Linked DNA regions of Oryctolagus cuniculus: region 2 is linked to region 1. Evidence: chromatin contacts called from public Hi-C data. All regions are on one chromosome and are shown on one strand. The core of a region is the stretch at or near the end of the contact, and the rest is flanking DNA. Distances in the headings are between cores, read along the strand shown. Region 1 holds the start of GSDMC (gasdermin C). Region 2 overlaps CYRIB (CYFIP related Rac1 interactor B).

Region 1 (6,307 bases), core at 334-2,833:
CTGTGTGTAACTCTGTCTCTCAAATAAGTAAAAATAAAATCTTAAAAAAAATTCTCTCAAACCTGAAGGTAGAAAAAAAGACATTTTCAGACAAAATGTTTTAAAAATTGGTTCCTATGTCCCTTTTTCCAGGAAGCTGTTAGAGGATATGACAAACCAAGAAGAAGAAAAAATCCAAGTGGAAGGCATTGGATAACAGGAGGTTTGTGTAGAAGAGATGGGGGGGGGGGTTCCCAGGGTGACGTGGATTTCCTGGGGGCAGAGGGCAGCCAGCTCCCATCTGAGCAAGCAGAAGGCTTTAGGAGGGATTTCTCCAGGAAGTTGAAATTGATAGAGCACCTAGAATCTCAGCATCTCAGTAGGAGATTTAAGCTATGGGCAGAGTTTGGATGTCACTAGATAGGAGTACCTGGGAAACAAGAAAGGGAAGACAAACAGAAGGGAAATTCTTCATGAAAGGAAAAATATCAGTAGCTGCATAGAGCTTACAGAGAACTGTGATGCAACTCACTTGGGAAGATGCAAACAGGACTTGTGCCTGTTCTGGAGGGAGGGGACTCAAAGTCCTTATTCTCAAGGTACATCCATGAGCAATGCCTAAAACTGACAATGGTCAGTAACACGACAGACACACGCCCAAATACATATTGCATTGTCCCATTTATATTCAGTGTCCAGAACTGGCAAATCCATAGAAACAGAGAATAGATCGGTGGTTGCCCAGAGCCAGCAGGAGTGGGATGGGATGCGATGGGACAGCAGGGAGAATGGATGCTAAAGGCGGAAATCATGAAAATGCACTAGCAGTCACTGACAGGCACACGTCCAAGGGTGAACTGCATGGCGTGTGAATTATATCACAATGAACCCAGTTTATAAAAAGATCTAAGGCGCTGGCGTGTGGGGGCACAGTGGGTTAAGTCTTAGACTGCCATGCTGGCATCTCAAATGGGTGCAGGTTCGAGTCCTGGCTGCTCCACTTCCCATGCAGCTCTCTGCTATGGCCTGGGAAGGCAGTGGAAGGTGGCCCAAGTGCCTGGGCCCCTGCACCTGCATGGGAGACCTGGAGGAAGCTCCTGGCTCCTGGCTTTGGCCTGGCCCTGTCACGGCTGTTGTTGCCATTTGGGGAGAGAACCAGTAGATGGAATCAATCAATCAATCCCTCCTCCTCTCCTCCCCCCTCCTCCTCCTCCCTTCCTCTCTCTAACTCTGCCTTTTAAATAAATGTTTTACAAAGATCTCTGATACCAAAATAAGCAACAAAAAGTCGAAAGCAGCGTCCGGGGAGGGGAGCGGGGCTGCAGCTCTGAAGTTTAAAAGCACATCTTACAGAACAACTTGATTTCTTTAATCCGTCTGAACTTCTTCGAACAACGCATGGCTATTCAGAGTACTCCCAAGTAACGGGCCTGGTGGGCCGCTGACGGAGGGGACAGGCCGCTTGGGGGTCAGCCAGCGCTGGACGTCCAGGGCTGGGGTCACGGTCCCCGGGGCGGGGGCAGGGCTGGCAACCCCACGGCCTGGGGCCACCGGAAGGTCCCGCTGTCAGGTAGGGGGTGGGAGGTCCGGGGCCCCGGAGACCACCCCCCAGCTCCCCTCCGACATGGGCTGGCGGCCTTCAAATGTCGCCGCTGTCCTCTTGTCCCTCAGAGGCCGAACCCAGACCCAGCACTGGCCCCAGCGACGCTGAGAGCGCCCCGGAGCCCGCCGATTCCCTCGCGGGTGCAGCGGGCGCGGCTCTGGCGCCCCCTGCAGGCCGGGGAGCGCACAGGCCCAGCTCGGGGCCTCTCCTAGGACTCTGTGGGCTTGGGCCCCCTGGCGAGGCGGGCATAGATGCGGGCTTGACCACGGCGCTGGCCCACAGACGCGGCGCGTTTCGCCCCCTCAGGGAACATGTCGTCCCTGTTCGCAAGGGGCAGCCAGCTGGTGGTGCGGGAGCTGGGCAGGATGGGGGAGCTGGTGCCCGCGGACAGCCTGAACAGCGCCCCCCGCCTGCGTCCCTTCTGCGTGCTGAGAAAGAAGTGCAGGTGCCACCCCTGGCCTTGGGGCACCCGCCTCATCCCCACCGACTTCTCGCTCCTGGATCTGCTGGAGCCTGGTTCTCCGGCCCCAGGTACGTGTGAATAGGCGGTGGGGCGCAGGAGCCACCGAGCGCAGACGGCTGCCAGGCAGCTGTGGGGGAGACGGGTGAGCGGGGCTGAACCGGTGGGCAGCCCCACCTGGCACACAGAGACCCCCTCGGCTCGGGCAGGGGAGCTGCTTCTTCCTCCTCCCCTAGCTGGGTAGGAAGGAACCATGATGATAACGTTCAGCAACGGCTGCCATGATGAGGTGCCTTGGGCCAAGGCCGCCATCCTCACGGCCTCCCTTGGAGGAAGGCCCTGCCGTTCTTCCTCCCCCTCTTAGAGAGGGGGAGACTACGGCTCCAGGAGGTCACTGGCTTGCCCAAGGCCACAGCCAGCCAGTAAGTGGTGCAGACTGCTTGGGAAGCAGGGCTGAGACCCAAGCCCACGCCCCCGCCTGCCCTCACCCCACCAGCCTGCCTTCCTCCCTGTCTGCCTCCAGCATGGGCATCTGTCTCCACAGAGGTCAGCCGAAGCCAGCCTATCCATATCCGAAAGTCTGTGACTCGCGGGGTGACAGGAGCTGTGAGCGTCGGGCTGCAGGGCAAGGTGGCAGGGGGCGGCGTGGTCACCCACAGCTGCACGCTGGCCGTGCAGACCCTCAGCATTTCCCCTCACACCTGGGAGGGCCTGATGGAGAGCAGGTGAGCCGTGGAGCGGTCACGCGGGCAGGTGGGGCTCCTCTGGCTCAAGGCCTGTGGCCCTGGGTTATCCAGGCTGGAGGGAGGAATTGGGGGTGGGGGAGGGGCCGAGGCCTCGCGGGAAGCCCTGAGCCAAAGTCCTTAAGCCTAGTGTGCAATTCAGCTTGCAGAAGCCCATTTTCGGCCTGTGGTGTAGAATTATCGTGTACCCGCCCCAGCTGTCCTCTCTCCCACCCTTCCCACCCCCCAAACACACGGTTGCAGGAAACTGAGGACGCCCAGGCCCTTGCTGCTCAGGGAGCTGCAGAGCCGGACGCAGAGGGAGCGCCTGTACGTGGTGACAGAAGCGGTGGAGACTCTGCAGGACACCACGCTGCGGAGCCTCGGCCGAGCAGAGGGGACGGGGCAGCTGTCCTTCCCCGGGCTGGGCCATCTGAAGGTGCGAGGTGTGCCTTGTCCTGAGCTGCCACCAGAGGGCCCCGCCCTGCTGCCCTAACTGGCCCCACTGCAGATGGCCTCTTCCAGCCGGGAATGCTGGCCCCAGGCGCCTGCACCCTGGTTCTCGGTGCTGACTGCACTTTGGGGTCACCTGCGAGGGTGTTTCCTTGGGTTTGTTGTTGAAGTTGCTTTGATACCAGTGCCCAAACACCTGCCCTGTTCTGTCTTGGGTGGTCTGGAGTGAGACCCAATCCCTGGTGGTATTTGCTGTCTCCCAGGTGATCCTTCTGGGTCAGTGAGGCTGGGGGTCTGCAGTCACTCTGGAGCAGACGTGCCAGGGGAACAGGGCCTGACATGACCCCTGGCTGACTGTGGGAACTGGTGTTACCCCAAACTGGGGGACCCACTTCCTGGCAAGTTCTAAGAAACACACCAGAAGGGGCTGCCACACAAAGTAATTTATTTGCAGCAAATAAGGAAACCACAAGATTTTTATTTTATTTATTTGAAAGGCAGAGTTAGAGAGAAAGGAAGAGAGAGAGAGCTTCCATCCGCTGGTTCACTCCCCAGAGGGCTACAACAGCCAGGGCTGGGCCAGGCCGAAGCCAGGACCCAGGAGTTTCTTCCAGGTCCCCCACATGCATGCAAGGGCCCAAGCACATGGGCCATCTTCCACTGGTTTCCCAGGCCATTAGCAGAGACCTGGATGGGAAGTGGGGCAGCTGGGACTCGAACTGCTGTGTGGCACTTAGAGCTCTTACTGAGCTCACGTGTATTGTTTTGACCCTAGAATGCCGTGGGGTTTCTTTCTGGAATTAACTGTGCACACCGTGTCTTGCAGAATGCTATGCTTGCTGCATTTGCGATCTCTGCCCCCTCCAACTCCTGCACCCTCTACCCTGACCACCCCTGAACACCCTGCATCAAGGGAGACCCCACGATCCCCTCCAGCCCCACCTGCCTCTAAGACCCACTCCTGGAGGCCTGTGAGGATAGGGTGTCCGGTTCTCCCTGCCCCTTCACAGGTCCAGGGGCAGAGCACCATGGACAGAGAGAAGACAGTGACTGTCCCGCAGGGCAGTGTCGTGGCCTACAGAGTGCTGCAGCTGGTGGTTGAAGAGGATCACTGGGGTCAGACCCCTCCCACTTTGCCCATGCCAGCCTGTGCCCTGGGCGCTGTTTCTCCAGGGACGTGAACATTAGCTGGCCACGCCCCCACTCCCATAGCACAGAAGGGACTTGGCTTTCAGAGAAACACTCGCTCCCCAGCCTCTGGGGGAGGGCTGCATCCTACCTGAGGGACGGTCCTTGTCCTCTAACTGGCACAGAGACTCAGGGGACTCAAGTCTTGGTGGGGGGGGGGAGGAGGTTGTTCCCCTAATAAATGTCCCATCCCAGAACCCCCGTGAACCACAGATGCGTCTGGAGCTGAGCTAATGTGGGGCTGCCCCAGGAGCTCACATCTGGCTCCTGAATTCGGGGCCTCAGGCCCAGGGTGGGAAGGAACAGGGCTCAGACGGCCTCCCGCCCCTCGTGGGCAAGGTGGGAACCAGGAGCAGCACTTGGCCTGCGTGGCCCTGGAGGTGCTGTCCACAGTCTCCGCCGCACGTGGCTGGTTTCCGCCTTCCTCTCAGGGACACACCCCTTTTCCTGCCGGTGCCCCCTCTCTTTGCAGCTGTTCTCTGCCTCCCCGAAGGGCGGCGCTGTGGGGACGCTGGTGGAGGTGAGCATCCTGAGGTCTGTCTCCACTTGGCTGGCTCCTGAGGTCCCCTCCCTCTGCCATGTTGTCACCCCTGTCCCTCGGGGCTGACTCCACCTAAGGAGAACCACCCAGAAGCTTGGGTGGATCATGAGCATGGGAGTCACGTGGGTGTCCTCCTCCATATAGAGACGGCAGCTGTGGCCACTCATCTGTTTGGGTTAGAGGGTCTGAGATGGGGTGTGGACAGTGTCTGGGACCTGAGGGGACCTGAACAGGCCACTGTCATGGTCCCGGTGGTCGGAGCAGGAAGGCAGGGGTAGCGCAGGCCTGCTGAAGTGGTGCTTGGAGCAGGAGAAGCCCATCCCAGCTGGACAGACAGGGACAAGACAGAGCCTTGGAGGCTGGGCCCTGAGCCATGGGTTCTCTTCTTCTTGGGGAGAGGGGGCTGTGGGGGTGCTGGGTGTGGCAAGTGCTTAGCGAGTGCTAACTGAAGTCGGGGATGGGAAGCAGGCACACACAGCAGTGCTGTGTGGAGTGGGAGCTGCCCCCTGGGCTCAGACTTTGGGACCTCCTTGGGCCCCAGGTGAGGAGCAGGACTTCCAGGACCTGCGGAGCCAGGTGGCTGCCCAGCTGCAGGACCTGGCCACACTGTCCCCGGAGCTGCGCAAGACACTGCTGGGTGCCCTCCACCAATTGCTCGGGGACCCTCAGGCGCTCCAGGAACTGGAGGATACGGTGAGGGGCCCCTGGAATGCAGAGGAGGAGGCAGAGGGGAAGGAGAGGCAGAACGGCACTGAGTCTTGGGGGAGCGCCCAGCCTGGCTGGATGAGGCAGGCCCCGTGCTGGGTGGGCACAGCTATGTCCAACACTCCCAGCATTTGCTCACTGGGGACTAAAGCCACTCACCCCCTGCTGGAAGAGCCATCATCCAAATGCAAGCTTATGTCCCCTCCCCTTTGGGGCCTGGGGTGGTGGTGTGGACAGAAGGCCCAAGGTGAGACCCCGGCTGGCCCCACGTTACTCTCGCTTACCCCTTCCCTGCAGCTGGAGCAGGCCCTGGACGCCGGGTTGCTGGGACAGTTGCAGGGCCCTGGTGGCGTCATCGTGTGCAGCCTGCAGGACCCCTCAGGCAACCTGTCGCCCTCCAGAGGCAGGGCCTTCCTCCACCTCCTGGGAGCCCTAGTGGGTAAGGGCAATGGGCCGGGGCTGGGAGGAAGAGGGCCCAGAGGGAGGGCCCCCTGAAGCTCCGATGGTCAGCCCTGCTGAGCCCCAGCTTGACCTGGCCAATCCTCACATCCTGGTGAATAATCACATCCCAGAGCCACTGCCGGCAGTGGAGCTGGTGCACCGAAGCCCGTTGACAAGTGGAGCCCACCTCCAACCTGACTGGGTTTCAGGAAAAC
Region 2 (6,000 bases), core at 1,055-3,554, 150 kb after region 1:
TTTTATTTTTTGACAGGCAGAGTGGACAGTGAGAGAGAGAGAGATAGAGAGAAAGGTCTTCCTTTGCCGTTGGTTCACCCTCCAATGGCCGCCGCGACCGGCGCGCTGCGGCCAGCGCACCGCGCTGATCCGATGGCAGGAGCCAGGTGCTTTTCCTGGTCTCCCATGGGGTGCAGGGCCCAAGCACTTGGGCCATCCTCCACTGCACTCCCTGGCCACAGCAGAGAGCTGGCCTGGAAGAGGGGCAACCGGGACAGAATCCAGCGCCCCGACCGGGACTAGAACCCGGTGTGCCGGCGCTGCAAGGCAGAGGATTAGCCTAGTGAGCCACGGCGCTGGCCTTTTTTTTTTTTTTTAATTCTTACTTATCTGAAAGGCAGAGTTACAGAGAGAGAGAGAGAGAGGGAGAGATCTTCCATCCACTGGTTCACTCCCCAAATGGCCGCAAAAGCAACAGCTGAGTCAGGCTGAAGCTAGGATCCAGGAGCTTCACCCTGGTCCCCCCAGGTGGGTGCAGGGGCCCAGGGACTTGGGCCATCTTCTGCTGCTTTCCCAGGTGCACTTGCAGGGAGCTGGACTGGAAGTGGAGCAGCCAGGACTCGAACTGGCACCCATATGGGATGCTGGCGCCATAAGCATTGGCTTAATCCACTTCACCTGATAACATTCACCACCAAAGGTGAGGACTATTACAGGAACTCGGTCAAAGGCAAAGTGTGGGCATCACAGCGGGCCGGCAGCAAGTACTAAGAGATGGTCGGGGGCAATAGTCCCCTCACCCTTACCCCGTGAGAAACATTTCAAACCCCTAGAGGACGCCTGAAACTGGCTGACACCAAGCCCTTCATATATGGTCTTTTTTTTTTTTTTATTTGACAGGTAGAGTTATAGACAGTGAGAGAGAGACAGAGAGAAAGGTCTTCCTTCCATTGGTTCACTCCCCAAACGGCCACTACGGCTGGTGCTGCGCCAATCCGAAGCCAGGAGCCAGGTGCTTCCTCCTGGTCTCCCATGCGGGTGCAAGGGCCCAAGCATTTGGACCATCCTCCACTGCCTTCCTGGGCCACAGCAGAGAGCTGGACTGGAAGAGGAGCAACCGGGACTAGAACCGGTACCTATATGGGATGCCAGTGCCACAGGCAGAGTATTAACCAAGTGAGCCACGGGGCTGGCCCCCCATATACTGTCTTGTTCTAAACACACATCCCTATGATCAAGTCTAACTTACAAATTAGGCACAGCAAAAGATAAATAATAACTAATCAAACAGACCAATTCCAAAAATATGCAAAGTTTTCAAAAAGTCCATAGAAAATGTGTATTATAGAAAGACTATGCATGGATTTCAAACTTGTTACACCAAAATAAACATCATTTAATTCCATTTTCCATGGCCGTTTGGAAGTGCCATATGTTGTAATAAAAGCTATGCAAATATGATCTCTCTCTCTCTCTCTCTCAGCTGGCAGGGGCAGGTAGCAGGGGCAGCATGGCCACGCTGGGTGAAGGGGTGATTCACCATCAGGTAAGACGGTGCAGACAGCATGAGATTTCCTCACACTACACAGAATGCCGTGTAATTTAAAACTTACTTCTAGAATTTTCCACTCATGTGTTCAGATTGCGGTTGACCTTGGGTAGCTGAAACTCAGGAAAGTGAAACCACAGACAAGGGGGCTGCTGTGGTCCCATTCAAGTCTGCCCACCCTTCTCCACGTTCCAGAAGCTTGCCCCAGAAGCTCCCAAAGGCCCTTGGGTCAGCTGACCTCTCCTCTTGGGTGCCCAGTCCACCCTGGAGGCAATGAGACGACTGACCGTGTGGCCAGAGGTACCCCACGCACCCACTGCCAACCCCCAGAAATTATAAACGAGAAGTAACTTTCTCTATTCCTCATTGCAGACTGCGCTAATTTGCATCTGACATTTGCATATCCTGCGAGGCCACAGACCCGAGTGCCTCTGAGAAAACAAAATGCTCAGGAGCAGAGAGTGAGTTCAGCAGAGGTGGCCCAGGGCAGCCTGGGGACAGGCTGTTTCCTGAGCCGTCACCCTCCTGTCACCTCCATCGGCCTCCACCTGCAAGGGGCCCACTGCAGATGCCTGGGCTGGGAGCTGGGATGCAGTGAGGAGCAGCGGGCTCCAGCCCCACCCCGAAGAGCTGGGCTGCTTTTCACAAGCGCAGTGGTCAAAGCAGGAAACACTGCCCCCCAGCGGTGGGGAGACCTTGCTGCCCCAGCCCGCCCGGCCTCTCCCAAGACCCAGCCGGCACAGGATTAACATCATTCCTCGTGGAAGCTTCCAGAAAACACTCGGGTGGATCAGTGCCCGGTGTTAGATATTAGGTCACTCCACGCCCGGGCACTGGGAAGGGACATGAAGGGTGCAAAGCCAGTCTGGGGGATTCAGAAGAGGCCAAGGCCTCGATGATGTTTGCAGAAGGAAGGGAGAGGGATAGAATGGGGCAGGGGAGACAGGAGACTGATTCCCAAAGCAGTGGCCCCAAGGACAGGCTGCAGAGCCGCCAACACCTGCTCTCATCTGGGCCACTCACTCTGGCCAAGTTCAGGTCACCATTGAGGAAGAAGCCTCCCTGGCCAGGCAAAAAGAGACATAAGGCTCATCCCCACCAACCCTCACCCCGCCCAGCTGACATCTGGCCTGCTTAGCCCCACCCACCCACCCCATGCTGCTTTTAGGAAAGCACCTGTGTCCTAGGAGCCATCCCCCACCTCTCCTCTCCATGTGCAGCACACTGCCTACAAGATGGAAGTCAAAGCATGGAACCTTCCAGAACAAATGGATGGTTCAAGAACAGCCATGTGACACTCAGTGACCAACAAGAGCCCTCTCTCCGGGACGCTGGCTGAAGCCCCACCCCCACCCCACCCCACCCCACCCGCCAACTCCAGATTTGCTAACGTGAGAGGACGGGGCTGAATTCAAGCTGCGGTATCCAGAAGAGACCGTCCAAGGAGAGAGAGGAAGCACAGTAGGGTGAGGAAATAGAGAGGCCATAACCCAGCCAGCAGAGCCCCCTGGGCAGCCGCTCCTCCCTAGGGAGTGCCTAGACACAGAAGTGATCTCGTCTGCTCTTGGGTTGACTTGGGTTCAGTTACTGTCATCGCGACCCACAGGGCTGATGACCTGGGCTCAGAAGGGAACTGAGAGGCTGCCGGTGGCCACCGTGCCTCACTTCCTGCCCTGGCTGTGGCTTGCTGATGGCACTGGGGAGGCCGGCTCCAGGCCTAAGCCTTGCTTCACGCAAACAGAACCCCTTCTCTTGCCGGGGACCCCAGACCCCCTCCTCGCCCTCATCTTCCAGGCCGCTGTGCGCCCTCTCTTGATACAGAAATCCTCGCTGGTTCCACGCAGTGCCACCTGCACAGCCTGAAGGCCATGGTGCCCTATGAAGAATGTTCTCGGCCACATCGAGGTCCTGCCCTGCATCTGCACAGCCACCGGAGAGGGCAGCCCGGTCCATGCCACAGACCGGAGGACAAGGGTGAGCCTGGGGTCTGAGCACTCAGGTCCATCATCCACAGAGGCCCAAGCCCCAGCTCCCGCAGCGGCCAGGTCAGTGGTGAAGAGCCCTCCTAAACACCGGCTCTTCCCGCAGTGATGGTGAGGGAACGCCTTCCCACACCCACCTCAGACAGAAAGCGGCTCTCCGTGAAACAGGCCTGCTACAGAAATTAAAGTGGATGTATATTTTTTTTTTCTGTTTTAATTGAAAGCCAACCAGCAGTGTCAATTCCAGCCAAAGCCCTAAGGAGGAGTCTACGAGAGAACTCTTGAGCCCTAAGAACACATTTAGCATTGCAACCTGCAGAGTTCGCTCCAAAAGAGGCCTCAGAACCCTTCTGCACAGCGTTCCCATTCTACAGAAGGGGAAACTGAGCTTCCGAGAAGTGAAATCACCACCCAGAGTCACACGGCTGGGGAGAGGGGGGCAGCGCACAGGATACCAGGTTCTTGCTTTTCCCTCCCAACGTCTACAAACAGCTGTATCTTCACTATAATTGTGTAAACTTTATCACGCCACTAAAACACACACTTAAAATCGCAAGCCCCAAGAAAAAGTCTGCATGTGCTTTCTGCTCTTTGTGCTACAACTCAGTGGGTCTCTGGAAAATGGGGTCTCTATTTCCTGGCAGGACTGGAGCCTCACAGGCTGACCTTGTGTGGTTTCTCACCCTCTGCACTACCCGTAAACACCGCCAGTGCGGGCGACAGACACCAGCGGCCGTCGGTTGTGCAATGGAAGGCAGCCTCCACTTCCCATGTGGACGGGGACGATGGAGGCCATGTCCTGGCCAGACACGCAAGCCATCCTGAACACACGCACGCCTTGCCTTGTGTGGCTCTGCTTACATCTCACCCATCACCAAGAAAAAGCATCTTTTTTTTTTAAAGATTTATTTTATTTATTTGAAAGACAGAGTTACAGAGAGAGGTAGAGACAGAGAGAGTCTTCCATCCGCTGGTTCACTCCCCAGATGGCTACAACGGCCAGAGCTGGGCCGATCTGAAGCCAGGGGCCAGGAGATTCTTCCAGGTCTCCCACACAAGTGCAGGGGCCCAAGGACTTGGGTCATCTTCTACTGCTTTTCCAGGCCATAGCAGAGAGCTGGATTGCAACAGGAGCAGCCAGGAATAGAACTGGTACCCGTATGGGATGCCGGTGCTCCAGACCAGGGCTCTAACCCACTGTGCCACAGCACCGGCCCCGAAAAAGCATCTTGTGAGCTAATGATGGCTTTGAATTTGACCTCCTTTTTTAAACTATTTTTTTAAAAGATTTTTAAAATTTATTTGAAAGGCAGAGTTAGAGAGAGAGAGAGATCTTCCATCCACTGGTTCACTCCCCAAATAGCCACAATAGCCACAGCTGGGCCAGGCTGAAGCCAGGCGCTTGGAACTCCATCTGGGTCTCCCACATGAGCAGCAGGGCCCAAGTACTTGGCCCATTATCTGCTGCCTTCCCAGGCACAATAGCAGGGAGCTGGATCAGAAGCGGGGCAGCTGGGGCTTGAAACAGCGCTCGTATGGGATGCCGGTGTCACAGCACCATGAGCAGGGTAAGTTTAGCCTGCTGCACCACAACACTCCCCCTTGGAGTGTGAATTTCTGGCTTCTCCGTTCCCATTGCATAACAGGAGCAGAAAGATGGAGCAAATTCAAGGCCATGACCTGGGCTGGCAGAGTAGCCAGGCACCAGAGGACCATGTGAAGGCCTGAACCCCGTCCTGTGGATGGTGTCACTGCCATTTCTGCAGCTGAAGAAACCGAGAGTCCAAGGAGCTACAGGACGTCTGACGGTGGACCCTTACTCAGCCACAGGAGGGCAAGAACGCTGATGTAGTCAGCGATGCGAAGCAGCCTCAAAGTCACGCTCAGTTAAGAGAAGCTGGACACAGAATACACATTATTCGTTTCCATTCATATGAGATGCCTAAAAGGCACATTGCTAGACAGATTTATAGCAGCAAAAACAGATTAGTAGTTACCTAGCACTGGGGGGTAGGGGTGGGAAGAACTAACTCTATATGGACCCGAGGCTTTTGACTGGGAGAGGAGACTGCTCCAGAACTGCACTATGGGGACCGGCACTATAGGGCAGTAGTATAAGCCTCCGCTTGTGGTGTGGGCATCCCATATGGGCGCCAGTTCAAGTCCCAGCTGCTCCTCTTGCGATCCAGCTCTCTGCTATGGCCTGGAAAAGCAGCAGAAGATGGCCCAAGTGCTTGGGCCCCTGCACCTGTGTGGGAGACCTGGAAGAAGCTCCTGGATCCTGGCTTTGGAACGGCCCAGCTCTGGCTGTTGTGCCCATTTGGGGAGTGAACCAGCAGATGGAAAACCTCTCTCTCTGTCTCTCCTCCTCTCTCTCTGTAACTCTATCTCTCAAATAAATAAATAAATCCTTAAAAAAAAAAAAAACCTGCATTATGGCATTATGGTGAGGGTTCCACCATTCATTAAGTTACTACAAATCACAGGTAG

The links. Hi-C and Micro-C count contacts between places; a contact is called where the count stands out from the background.
Region 2: a Hi-C map of liver shows a contact between it and region 1, with 8 times the contacts expected there. The contact joins the enhancer-like site here to the promoter of GSDMC in region 1. A contact is called at or near these places in 2 of 6 Hi-C or Micro-C datasets (liver and an unstated tissue).

What each region holds. Positions count from the first base shown.
Region 1 is chr6:155,516,161-155,522,467 of mOryCun1.1, forward strand. GSDMC (gasdermin C) reads left to right here and starts at 1,584. Exons shown (of 9, transcript XM_070075484.1): 1 at 1,584-2,113; 2 at 2,587-2,767; 3 at 3,029-3,203; 4 at 4,228-4,333; 5 at 4,878-4,925; 6 at 5,488-5,639; 7 at 5,949-6,090. The coding sequence starts at 1,894.
Region 2 is chr6:155,662,562-155,668,561 of mOryCun1.1, forward strand. All of the region lies in intron 1 of CYRIB (CYFIP related Rac1 interactor B), which reads right to left. Among named protein-coding and RNA genes, the nearest start is that of CYRIB, 31 kb to the right of the region's middle. Within about 2 kb of position 2,305, at least 1 of the 8 cell types and tissues checked has an H3K27ac peak or open chromatin away from gene starts, as enhancers often do.